Linked DNA regions of Sus scrofa: region 2 is linked to region 1. A link is a contact called in public HiChIP or PLAC-seq data. All regions are on one chromosome and are shown on one strand. The core of a region is the stretch at or near the end of the contact, and the rest is flanking DNA. Distances in the headings are between cores, read along the strand shown. Region 1 overlaps LOC110256747 (a long non-coding RNA gene). Region 2 overlaps LOC106505879 (a long non-coding RNA gene).

What was found. HiChIP or PLAC-seq counts read pairs in DNA pulled down with a chosen protein or histone mark.
Region 2: an H3K27ac HiChIP or PLAC-seq map of skeletal muscle shows a contact between it and region 1. The contact joins two enhancer-like sites. A contact is called at or near these places in 4 of 47 Hi-C or Micro-C datasets (embryonic fibroblasts, liver and skeletal muscle) and 1 of 2 datasets of contacts at active chromatin or transcription factors (skeletal muscle).

Annotation. Positions count from the first base shown.
Region 1 is chr14:1,379,523-1,383,211 of Sscrofa11.1, forward strand. LOC110256747 (a long non-coding RNA gene) reads left to right here. Exons shown (of 2, transcript XR_002338666.1): 2 at 122-480. Among named protein-coding and RNA genes, the nearest start is that of GADD45G, 220 kb to the left of the region's middle. Within about 2 kb of position 1,584, at least 26 of the 83 cell types and tissues checked have an H3K27ac peak or open chromatin away from gene starts, as enhancers often do. A contact at or near this core is called in liver and skeletal muscle, where this site is marked.
Region 2 is chr14:1,456,890-1,460,584 of Sscrofa11.1, forward strand. The region is part of intron 2 of LOC106505879 (a long non-coding RNA gene); the gene reads left to right. Among named protein-coding and RNA genes, the nearest start is that of GADD45G, 290 kb to the left of the region's middle. Within about 2 kb of position 2,257, at least 11 of the 83 cell types and tissues checked have an H3K27ac peak or open chromatin away from gene starts, as enhancers often do. A contact at or near this core is called in liver and skeletal muscle, where this site is marked.

The DNA.
Region 1 (3,689 bases), core at 334-2,833:
TGTGGTAGATGGGATTTTCTAGAGACATTCACACCTTTCTATATCCCGTCATTCATGCCCTGCTTACCATGGACCCGGGTCTCTTCCACTGAAGAAGACCCTCTGTGCTCCCTGTCTCTAGACCCAGCAGGCCTTGGCAAATGTTTCCACCAAGAGAACATGGTGGAGATGGTGATAGGAGTCGCTTCTGTCCTGATCTCCTCTTGGTTGTCTTGCTCCTGCGACCCTTGCTCTTGAAGCCCCACCACCATGTTGGAAGCAAGCTGGGGGTACCTGCAGAGGTTGGGAGTTCCTGCTGGAAGCCCTGCTGGACCACCAGACATAGGAAGGACTGGTCCTCAGGGGGTCCCTCCCAGACGTTGAGTCCCCAGCAGAGGTCCCAGACACCACTGGGCAGAGACAAGCCACCTGCTGCTTCCTGTTCGAATCCCTGACTCATAGGAACCCAGAGAGGTAATAAAGAATTACTGTTGTTCTGCATCACTACGTGACTCATTCAACCATCTTATCTAAAGGAGCGAGGGCTGACTGGCCACAGATCCTAGCATGACCCCTTCTTGACGTCTGCCTTTAAAGGAGGATGTGTGAGAGCCAGGCGTGTGGCGGGGACTCAGGGAACAGGAGGAGCGTGATTGTCACCAAGGGCCGGAGGGTTCCTCTTCCACCTACTTCTTTTAGCTCCATCGTGATTTGTCAAAACTATTGACAGCAGCAATCGGGCCTGCCTCTAGAAATAGCAAAGAAAAAGCCAGAGGCAGGAAAGCTTTGGGAGAAACCTAGATACCTGAGTTCCATGGGAATTCAAAGAAATAGCGGGATCCTTAAGAACCCTCATCTTTCAAGTGACTTCTCTAGGCACCAAGTATTTTTTAGCTCATTATGTCCATCATATTTCCACCCCCACCCCCACTGCCCCCAGGGTAAAGATGGACAATGCTTCATCTTTCCGAGGTCAGGGGTGGTGGAGGAGTGGGGGAAGGGGTGGTGGGGGGTGGCGTGGCTGTGTCCTCTGAGTAGCACGTGATGTCAGCACGCCAGGGGGTTCTTTGGAGTGTGTCCTGGAAATGTGAGAAAGCATGCAAGGCATCTGACACCCTGTTACCTAGAATCGAATGTTTTCATGACATTTTGCCCAGCTGTACCTTTATATAGTTGGAGGGCGCAGAGATTATGCAGGTTCAAAGCGATTAAGCTTTCTTCCCCACCCAGCTGCTGGGGAATGATGCCTGGCATATGGACGATGGATAGGGTTACTCACTCCAAAGTGTGCTGGGAAACCTGTCTTTATGTTAGTTTAGTTTTGTTTAACAAGTAGCCCAGATCATCCGTGGCCATGCACTGGGACAGGAGGCCGCTGTCTGGAAGCCAAATCCCACGTGTAGGAGAGTAAGTCTGCCTGAACAGCCACATTTAGTATCTCCGGTCAGGTGGGGGGTTCTCTGCCATCGACCCCCCCAGAATTGTGTACACTTGTCTGAATCCCCACAGGGGCCCTGTGGCTTTGCGGGGGAGTCACGGACTGGCCTGAACTAAGGTGGGAGCCATCCTGTGCTCCCCACCTGCCGGTTCCGAGCTCGAGGCTGCCTCCCTTGGGCTCTGAGTCTCTTCTTCTGGGGTTGCTGGGGGGAGGCTGGAACTCAAATGCACTTTCCAGCTGGAAGGACTGCCATTTGAAAAATCCCAGGCAGCTCCTGAATTCCAGGGAGGGGCCTGGGATTTGCACTGGGAGGGGCCTCCTCTCCCAGGGCTGCCGGGCTAAATTGAGAGGGCAGCTTATAGGCCTGGCCTCTAGGAGAGAGGGTGCTATGGGGACACCGCCTTGCTCTGGGAAGGCAGCCAGGAGCTGGGCAGGGGCTGGCCCCAGAGGGACTTGCAGCTTGGCTGGGGTGTGGATGCTGGAAGAACACACACGGGGAAAGCCAGTTCCAGACCTGGAGGAGTGACAGCTGGGGAAAGCAGGTCTTGCCTCCGAGGGCAGCCACAGGCGGCCACCACAGAGGTCGAGTGGCCCTCTCCCCAGGGTCATTGGCTGCAGGGAGCACACAAGTCCTGGTGGCTGGAGAGAAGGCTCCACAGTGCCCATTTCAGAGCAGGAGCAAGGCTGGCCCCAGGGGACAGCCAGGGATCCCAAGATGTGGCCCCAGGGTGGCCTTTGTTCTCCAGCAGTTCTGCCACTGTGGCTTGGGGGGAACCCAATAGTGCGTGCGCGTGCACGCACACGTGCATGCGCGCGCGCGCGTGTGTGTGTGTGTGTGTGTGTGTGTGTGTTGGGGGAAGAGATGAAATAGGGGAGGGGGATATGGGGTAGAGGAGATGGGGGAGGTGGGGGAGGGGAAGGGGACGAGGGAAGTGGGTGCAAAGGGGAGTCAGAGGAGGTGATAGGGTTGATGGGGCAGGAGAAGATGGGGTGGGGGAAGCAGGAGGGGTGGGGAAAGTAGATGGAGTTTGGGGAGGTAGATGGGGAGGGGGAGGTAGAATGGGGGAGGGGGAAATGGGGTGCAGGAGGTGGGGAAGGTGGATGGGGTGAGGTGGGGGCATTTCTAGTCCCAGGCAAGACAGCCCTGCCAGGGACAGGCTCAACAATCTCCATTTCCTCTCCTCCTTGATGTTCTGTGACTTAAACACCACCTGTGAAACAGATGCAAACCTCTTGGGACTGCACAGAGGGAAACTAGGTTTTGTTTTTTGTTTTTTGTTTTTTTTTGTCTTTTTTCACTGCATAAGGAAGTTTCCAGGCTAGGGTTTGAATCGGAGCTGTAGCTGCCAGCCTATACCACAGCCACAGCAACGTGGGATCCCAGCCGCATCTGCAACCTACACCACAGCTCATGGCAACGCCGGGTCCTTAACCCACTGAGCGAGGCCAGCAATCAAACTTGCATCCTTACGGATATTAGTCAGGTTCATTCCCACTGAGCCATGATGCTAACTCCTGGAAAGCGGATTTCACATACACCGATGGCTGAGGCAGGGGTGAGGTGGTGGCCCCTGAGATGGAGGCTCAGGGTTAGGGACCTTTCTTTCCAGAAAGCCCGCCTGCCCTGGCTGATGTGCCCCTGTTGTGCCCAGACTCAGCGGGTCTTGGGCATGCGCTCTGTGGGCTGCCCTGATGCGCAGGGGTCTGGCCCAGGAGGCCAGTGGTGCTCTTCAGGGCACAAGGGCTGCAGGTGGTCGTGGCCCAGCTTTAAAGGTGCTGCTCTGACCTCATGCCCTGCTGGAGGACAGGCCTCCGTGCTTCTCTACACAAACGGGGTGGGAAGGTCCTTTCCCTTGCTATAGGAAGCAGCTTGGCCTCTGGAAGGGGAGCGAGCCCTTTGTGTCTTTCTCAACTTCATCCCCATCTGGGATGAACCTTCCTGGGTTTGGGGAAGCCATGCTGCTTCTTAGATTACGAATGTCCGCTTTGCAGGGTAAATTTCACTCCTTAGCCCTCAAAGAAGTTTGGGGCATTGCCATCCTCATCTATCCAGACAAAATGCGGGGCCCCAAGAACTCTGGGCTAGGAGAGGCCTGGGAGGAAGTGCTGGGGCCTGAAAAGCGCTGACTGCTGTAAGGAGGTGAGCACGTTCATGCAGAGTGATGGAGAATGTCCCCAAGCCCAGTTCTGGCCCTTGGTGTTTCCAGGGCAACAGAGGCGGGGCACAGAGGAGCACAGAGTGTGGTCAGGGTCTGACGGAGCTGAGTTCTGG
Region 2 (3,695 bases), core at 1,007-3,506, 78 kb after region 1:
GTAGATTGTTCAATTTATCATTTTTTATTTTTGGCTTTTCTCCTCAGTTGTCTTCACTCCATTACCTTGTGAGTTCAAATTTCAAGGGCCAGCTACCCTGATTGAGAGCATTCACCTTGAAGAATGGGATGAGGCTTCAGTTCTGGTTTTCACCTGCCCTGGAGATTTTTTAAAAATTCTTTTCGGTGGAAGTTCCTGGGTCAGGGATCGAACCCACACTGTAGCAGTGACCCGAGCTGCTGCAGTGATAACTCTAGATCCTTAAACCACTGCACCACAAGGGAACTCCTGTCCTGGTGATTTTTTTTTTTTTTTCTTTTCAGGGCTGCACCAACAGCATATGGATGTTCCCAGGCTAGGGGTCAGATTGGAGCTTCAGCTGCCGGCCTACACCACAGCCACAGAAACACTGTGTCTGAGCTTCATCTGCAACCTACACCACAGCTCATGGCAATGAATGAGCTTAATCCACTGAGCGGTGCCAGGGATTGAACCCATGTCCTCATGGATACTCATTGGTTCTTAACCTGCTGAGCCACAACAGGAGCTCTGATATTTAAGGGGAGCTAATATTCTCCTGGGGGAAAAGGCCCTGGTTTCCAAGTGTGGACTTGAGTTTAGGCAACCCTGCCTATCTAGGAAAACTGTCTCTACATCTGCCCCTGGATCTACTTTTTCCAAGAGCTTTTCTTTGTATTTTGATTGCTATCCCTTGAGCATACTAGGTGGAACAGGGAAAAGAAAGTGCCTTTGGGCAAACTGATCTACTTATACTTACAGCCACAAACTCTTACAGCCTCAGACTCTGTCTTGATGTCTCCTCCCCTCCTCCAATGGTGTGCAAGCAGAGCTATTCATTTCAGCATTCACAGCATGAACGAGGTGAGATTTGATTTACTTTGGACAGTGAGGGCCATCTGTCACCTAGATTATTCTCTGACCTTAGTGCCTGGTTCTCTGCCATGGACGTTCTCTTCTCACACATCAGGCTGCCCCAGCCACCTTAGTCTCCAAAACTTTCTGACAGCTTTTACATGAGTCCATCTTACTGCCTGTCAGAGAGACACACAGAGCCCAGAACACCAGGGGTTCCAAACTCTACTGTAAGATATTGGAGGAAATGATTTTTAAAAATGGGCTTTATTCGTCCGGCTGTTTGAATCATGAGTCATTTCGACTTGATGTGCTGCAGTTGAATAATGGTGCTTACTGTCAAGAGCGCCCCTCTAAGGGCTGCTCCCCACAGATGGATGGATGTGGTGGTCAATGTCCAGTCTGAGTGAGGGGGTTCCCAGACCTGTTTACTGGGCTATGACATCAACTCTAATGTGACTGCTTGATGACTGGAGTGTAAGGATGTGTCAGACAGAAACGAAGCAATGAAGTCTGGTCCTAACTTTCCCCTCTTGGAATGCCTTTGCCTTTCTCTTCTCTGAGGGACACAGTCTCTCCCAGATCAGGACAGAAGCATACTGGCAGAAGGTGAAGCCTTTCCTCTGCATCCTGACCCATCATGTGGCAGCTGCTCGCTTCCCCCAGCACATACCATGGATGCCAGAGAGTGGCAAATGGGATCCTCAGGCCACTTGGAGCAATGGACCCCCCAGCTCTGGGGCTATCATGGAGACTGCACATGCGTTCTCAAATGTACCATCGTGCCTTTAATGACTTCACCTGCTCCCACAGCAGCGAGGCAGTTCAATTTCTAGCAAACTTGTCAAAGCAATCATATTATCTATGGTTAATTTAAGTGTGTACTGTGAAAGCTTAGACTACGGCAGGGACTTAATCTCACAGAGACAGTGAGATAGACTCACATAAAAACCATGGGAGAGTCCTAGAGATTCATTCATTTACCCATTCAACAAAAATGTAATAATCACTGGCATTTTCTTAGACACAGGGAAACAGCAGTAAGGAAAACAAACACACAGACAATGAGGTTTACTTTCTAGTGGCGGGAGATTGATAAATAACATCAAAGGCCATTAATAAAGATGACTATTTGAGATAAATGTAAAGGAGGAAATGAAACTGGATCCAAGGGATCCCAGACAGATGTTGGTTGCTTGTCTACACTGGCAACCAGGAAAATCTCCCTTAGAAGGTTAACGTGTGCTCTGAGCTTGGCAAGATAAGGAGGGACAGGCTGTAAAAAACCCAGAGGCAAACATTCCTGGCAGTAAACATAGAAAGCACTAAGTTCCTGAGCTGTGACCACACTGTCTGCTTGAGCAATAGAAAGAGGTCAGTGCGCTAGGAATCTGGTGAGCAAAACGGTGATTAAGAGATGAGCTCTGAGAAGTGGGCAGTGACAAGTTGAGCAAGAGAAGGCATCCCTTTTTTTCCCATGTCATGTGCAAATCCTCCAGGAATATAATCAGGTGTTGGTTCTTCTTTGATTTAAAAATCTCTCTGGGTTTGCAGATAAGTGATTGTAGGGTGAAGAACAAAAGCAGGGAGACCAGTTAGGAGGTGACTGCAGTACTGCACCCAAGAGTACAGTGGTGGTGCTCTGGTTGTAGCAATGCAGGTGGAATGAAGAATTTAAGACATGTTTTCGAGTTGTGGTTGACGAGGCTTTTCCACTGATGAATGAACTGGTTGCCTCTATGGTTGGTGGATGAGCTAATGGAATGCTGTTATGATTTCCTAAGACGGTGAAGGCCAGACAAGGAACAGATTTGTTGGGTGGAAATCTAGAGTTTCAAGTCTATGTTATACTTGACATGTCTTTGAGGAATGGCTCTTCAGTGAAAAGTAGCCATCAGGACTGGCTTCGACATGGGAAGCAGAATGGTTTGGGGGTGAAGTTGAGAAGAGGAACATGGAGAAAGCAGATTGTAAGCTCCTGCAGTGGTCCAGTTTCTAGGAGTGATATAGGCTGGACTTGGAGCAGGGGGTGGAGGGGTATGATGGCTGGAGGTAAGAAGAGGAGGGGAGATAGTTGAGAGAGATTTTAGGTATCAACTTTCAGGATGGTGTTGCCTTGGCTAAGGGGCTGTGTCAGGAGGGAGATGTTTTGGCTTGACTCAGTGGGTGGAAAGATAACCCCTGCAATAGATAAGAATTGAAGAGAGCCAAGCTTAGGGGGAACAAACATGAGTTTGACTTTGGACAAGTCGAGTTCAACACATATCTTCCATCACTTTTGGGAATTGTATATTATTGTGGTACTAAGCCCAAACTAGGGGTAAGGTCTTATTTCTACCAAGTTAAATAACTCTCTCTCCCTTTTACAAGAGTCTTTATTACTTTTTCTAACCGTAAAACAATACATAGGTATCATAAAGCATTCAAGAAATCCAAAAAATAAAAGAAGATAAATCTGACCAAGAAATAATGAATAGTAATATTTGAGGTTTTCTAAACACATACACATGGAACACTTTACTTATATATTTTATAATAGTTTTGTTCTTTTTTTAAAAACTTAATATACAGTGTATATTCCCCTGGGTTGTTAAACATACCTCCATAAAATACTATTGAAAGGTGTCATTATCTTCTTTAAAGCTTAGGAAGCAGAAACACAAAATTGGTCCCTGCTCCCCCTCAGCCCTGTTCTGGGGCTGCTCCACGCTGTTCTTCATCCCTTATGTATTTTATGAGATGTGGTGACATTTCCTACTTGGGAAGTGTATTGTTCTACCCAAGTGTCAAGGTCACATGACCAAAGTTACAATTCAAGGAAA